2 separate regions of the Gossypium raimondii genome follow, and region 2 is linked to region 1. The links are chromatin contacts, called in public Hi-C maps. All regions are on one chromosome and are shown on one strand. Each heading gives the region's core, a stretch centred on a gene start, on an enhancer-like site or on the middle of the called end of the contact. The rest is flanking DNA. Distances are from core to core; before and after follow the strand shown.

The links. A called contact is a pair of places that touch in the nucleus more often than the background predicts.
Region 2: a contact with region 1 is called in a Hi-C map of leaf, with 2.5 times the contacts expected there. The contact joins the enhancer-like site here to the promoter of LOC105792646 in region 1. A contact is called at or near these places in 2 of 2 Hi-C or Micro-C datasets (both in leaf).

The regions. Positions count from the first base shown.
Region 1 is chr8:59,460,833-59,463,532 of ASM2569854v1, reverse strand. It overlaps LOC105792646 (NADH--cytochrome b5 reductase 1), which reads right to left and starts at 1,279. Exons shown (of 9, transcript XM_012621308.2): 1 at 929-1,279; 2 at 229-370; 3 at 50-140. The coding sequence starts at 1,043.
Region 2 is chr8:59,494,974-59,497,673 of ASM2569854v1, reverse strand. It overlaps LOC105792647 (protein DETOXIFICATION 21), which reads right to left. Exons shown (of 9, transcript XM_052634315.1): 9 at 2,327-2,589. The coding sequence ends at 2,506. Among protein-coding and RNA genes, the nearest start is that of LOC105792647, 12 kb to the right of the region's middle. Within about 2 kb of position 1,378, the one cell type or tissue checked has open chromatin away from gene starts, as enhancers often do. A contact at or near this core is called in leaf, where this site is marked.

The DNA of each region.
Region 1 (2,700 bases), core at 30-2,529:
AATATCACACAAGGTCAACTCCAACCAGCAAGAAGTTTCAAGCAAGTACCTTAATAACTAATTCGAAATAACCAACATCAGAATCCAATGTTGTAGGTGTATATGGTTTAATAACCTCTTCACCTTGGCTATCCTTGCCCCTATTAAAATGAAAAAAATCCAACTTTTATGATATTCACGATCAGAAGTTTTTGGAAATTCGAGAAAGATAAATACAATCAACTTAACCTGCAACTTATATGCTGTCCAATGGGAAGACCCAAAGCTGAAGTAGGTGTAGGAAGTTCAAATGTGAACTTCGCCACATTATGGCTCAGCTGTTGGCGCTTCACAAGTTTAAACTCTTTGAAATTCTCTGGATCTAGACAGCCTAAAAGCACATACAACTAGGTGAGCAACTTAATAGTGCTTCCATTGTACAATGTTCTTTATAAGAGCCACATAATACCAGCCTCGATCAGTCATTAAGCTAACTTAGAAAGCAAAGCTATAATTGCTCACTGCCTCAAGTCTGCAATTAAGCATGGCATTCAATACTTATGGAATCCGAAACAACTTGATTAGCAATCACATGACTGTGTCAGTCATCCACTATCCAGCATCTGATTTCATAATCTAAAGAAGAACAGAACTATATCCTACCATACTTTCAATTAATAATCCCCAAAACAAGCAAGAACCAGAACAAATCAAGAACAATAGCAAAACAATTGCAACAATTTCCAGTTTCATCTTCTATATTTCCAGTTTCATCTTCTATTCACTAACAACAGGAAGCTAATATCTGAATCAGTACCAAACGAACCAACGAAAACCCCATTAACCAATAGATATAAACACACAAAAATCCAGAATTTGGTACACCCAATAAGTGAAATTCCAAGAACAATCAATCAATACTGGTAAAAGATATGGAAAAAGGCAAAACCTTTGGATTTCGTAGAGGCAAACAGATAAACAGCACCAACAACAATGGCTAAAGCAGCTACAGCTACACCAACAAGAATCTGAATATCCATAGATTGCAAGAATTCCAAATCCATGATCCTGATTCCAACTATACCCCAAGATCTTATCTTTCTAAGTTCTAATAAAAAGACCCCCAAATTTCTAATTAATGGATAGGACAGGGGAGGAAAAATGGGGTATTTATTCCTTGTTTTAACTCATGCAAAAGGTGCTTTATTTTGTTTTGGCTCAGTTCCTGGCAGAGAAGAGAAAGGGAGTCAAAATTTGTAAACATTTGGTGTAATCGGCAACCCATTTAGCAGAGCTCATTTCTTATAAGAAAAAATATATATATTGATGTCATCAGTCAAATATGAGTGTATGACGTTCAATCGATTTAATTTTTAAATTTTTATAATTATGTGTTTTCAGGATTTGACCAAACCGATTGGTTGGGTTTGAGGTATTGGTTAAGAGGCATTGAATTAATTGATTCATGAATATAATTTTTCTTCGTTCAATGGATATTTCTCTGGAAAAGGATAAGATCTCTGAATCTCGGTCTGCTGATGATCGGGAAACAAAAAAAATCCGATTTAAAGAGGGTGATGGTGATGTTCATGATGATATGGCCGTGGATTTGGATCCGTAACTAAAAGTTTCTTGGAAACAGATGCTGCTGGGGAAAGGGGTTTCAGTTCAAGAGGAAGGATTCCGATATACTAAGGTTGATATTGTTGAAGATTTGGAATTTTTGGAAGGTGGCGTTAAGAAGTCCATGGTTAATGGAATTCTAGCTATTTAGTTTTCAGATCGTATCTAATAGATCCTTTTTAAGGACATGGAGACAACGGAGTGTTGAAGTTGTTGGGTCAAAATATTAGATACGTCGCCTTGTTTAATCGGATCAGTAGTTTACGACGACCTCCAAAATCGTTTCATCTAATGGATACTGAGAATGACTATTTACTGGCTAAACTTTAGTGTATTGAGGATTATAATAAAGTCCTTACGCAAGGATCATAGATTATATATGGTCAATACCTCCCTGTTCAGTCATGGACAAAAATTTTCAACCTTAAGAAACCTTATCCGAGTGTGCTATTGGCATGGATCAGAATGTCGGGTCTTCCAGGTTTTGGAATTTTGGAAGTAGTAGGAGGACTGGTGGACAAAGTGGCCAAGCTCGATTTCAACACTGATAAAAAAACTAGGGGCTGTTTCACTAGAATGACAGTTTTTGTAGATCTTGATAGACCTTTGGTGTCCCAAGTTTTGGTGAATGGGGAACTAATTCGGGTGGAATATAAAGCCTTGCCAACCACATGTTTTTCGTGTGGAAAATATGGTTACTTGAAAGAGATGTGCACTTCGCCAGCGACAGAGACAAGCTTTGAGACCGAAAAAAATAGTGATAATTCGGAGTCATCAAATTCAACGATCAATGGTGAAAGTTTGACGTTCGAACCATGGATGGTGGTGGAGCGAAGAGCACGACAAGGACAGAGGGATCAACGTAATCAAAGGGAGGGGGCTCTAGAAAAGACGAGTTTGGGATCAAGATTCTCGACCTTAAATGGATTGGATAATACGGAAATAAGTGCAGGTGATCGGGATGGGATGATCTCCGATGATTCTTTTGCAAAATTAAAAGGAAAGGAAAAATTTGATGCACGTATTATGGGGAAAGGAAATGCATATTTAAATATAGGTGATGCTGGAATGTCAGTGGATCTAATTGAGGTCGTGGGT
Region 2 (2,700 bases), core at 129-2,628, 34 kb before region 1:
ATATTTCTTCTATACCAAAATTAATTTATCAAGACAAAATTTAATTTTGAAAGTATAGGAGAAATTTTGAGGCATATAAAAGATTATGTATTTTGAACATGTAAATCATTGATAGCCAACTTATAATCATGATTTTCAGAATACGTATGATGACAGCACGGGTGGAATGTCACATTAGTCTCTCCAAAATTTTAATTAGGTCTCTTTAAAATTAAAAAAAAATTAATTAAACCTTTTAAAAATTTTAAAATAACTTAATAGACTTTCAAAAGTTTAAAAGAATTTAATCAAACCCTCTAATTAGCCCTCTTAAAATTTTAAACATTTTAATTAAACCCCAAAATTATGAAAACTATTATTAACCCCCAAATTAATGGTTTGGATATGGGCACAAGTCAAACAAACGAAATGGAGGAGTTGAAGAAATTAAGAACCCAACTAATGACGGAGTTTGAAAATACAGAAAATGTGATTTCTGGGCCACAAATTTAATGGTGAATTTGACTACAAAGGAAGTTAAAAACCATCCTATGGTTGGAAGTTGCTTCAATGATATGGACCAACATTGGGTTATATTACTACTTACTTCACATTTCCTAATAATTCCGTTACTATTTTTTTATAATATCTTAAAACCATGGTTTTTCATGATTCTACCCTCGTTTTTATACAATAAAACATTTGTCTAAGAATGTTATATTTATGGCACCTATTATTATATTTCAGAATAAAATTATGGTATTTGAATTCTCAATATTTCAATAATCTCGTACTCTTACTTCTTTAATATAATGTGTAATCTCAATACAATTATATAATATTTCAGATTAAATCTTATGATATATGTGGTTCAAAAATATTCAATTTTGATGGCTAAGATCTTCCAAAAATCTGGCAAATCCAAAACTTCATGGCAGTTCATCTTTTGTAGACAAAAACAAAAAAAAAATATATATTTAACTGTTTATATATAATATTTGAAATTCTCACATTTAGTGAGAAATATATATAAATTTAAAAAAAAACAAATAAAATCTAATTAAAGACATGTTGGTTTAGATGTGTCAATTTCCAATCTATCCTTCTCTATTGACCCAAAAGATCTTTCATTCTCAAAAATGATTATTGTTATTATTTTTTTAATTTTTTTTAGAATTAGGAATAATTTAAAATAATATGTAAATGTTGAAAGTTATTTTTTTAAATCATGACCTAATTAATATGATACGTAAATATTAAGGGCTAAATTTATTATTATATCAATTTTTGAATTCACTTCTCCTCTTCTTCACAAAGTTATTGACAGTAGACCTCATCATGGGTGGGGTTTGAGTTGGGCCGATACAAAATTTTATACCCATTTTCTAGGCCCAAGCCCTGCCTGAAAAATAGGCCTAAAATTTTGTTCAGGCCCGGTCCAAATAAAAAATGCTAAACTTGAGTCCGGCTAAGCCTACCCGTATTAAAAAAAATTTATATTATTTTTTATATAAAAATAAATTTAAAAGATACAATACATTAAATAAAATAAAAACATTAAAATAAGTGTTTTCCAATAAATTGGAAATACATTCAAAACAAGTTTTCATACTTAAATAAGATTAAGATAGTTGTAACTTAGCAAGCAAATGACCCTAAAATAGTAACAAAATTGATAATAAAACAAGAGTTATACAATATCTAAACAATAGTAACAAAATGGTAGCAAAACAACATCAAAATTACAGCAAATAACAACAAACGATAGCAAAACAACAGTAAAAAAAAATAAGCAATTTCGGACGGGCCTGAGCCAAAAAAATCTTACCCAAGGCCTGACTTGTTTAGAAAACGGACATTATTTTTTGTCAAAACCTATTTTTTCGGGCCTATATTTTTTCCCAAATTCTTCCACTTTTTGGGTGGGCCTTTGGGCCTGAGCAAGTGGCCCGACTCATGATTAGGTTTAACTGACAGTTAACCGAACTGAACCAAAAAAGACAAACGCGATTAATTGAATGATCATTTTGTAACTTTTTATAGTTGAATGACCGAAACAAAAACTTAAACATAATTGGGTGACTTGCAATATAGTTTACCCTTAAATCTTTTGAGTGATGAAGGAGAGCATACATGAACGAGGAGATTTATGCAAGTGTCCTCGATAAATGTTTTACGTATAGGATTAGTGGTACAATCATGGAGAACCTTTTTAAGTTGTGATAAGACATGATTTTGAGATATTATAAAAAAGTGTAGCAGAATTATCATGAATTATCAAGTGGGTCATGGTGCACGGGATAGAAAGATGCTAAGATGTGATCGAACCAAATGAATTTTCATCGAGTGAGTTGAATCAAAGTAGTTTATAATAGATTATGTTAGTTGATTATCAATTATAAATTTTTAATATTAAATTTATTGTCTAACTTTCTATCTTATATAAATCCAACATAATTCGTTTTAATCGATTGAATCATTCGATATTAACGGGTTTAACTAGAAAGAAAAAGAGGATTAGCCCCTTCAAGCACCATTTTCTTGGTGGTTGTTTGTTTCCCTGGAATTTGGTACAAACCACTTGTTAACTCGCGACTGAGCCAAGAGAACCTGCAGATAAATGATATATATATATATATAATATCAGAGTATGTTGTTTTTGAAACAAGGAAAGTTTGAAGCTTACCTGTTTGTCCCAGTCAGTTTTCCAGATGATAATAA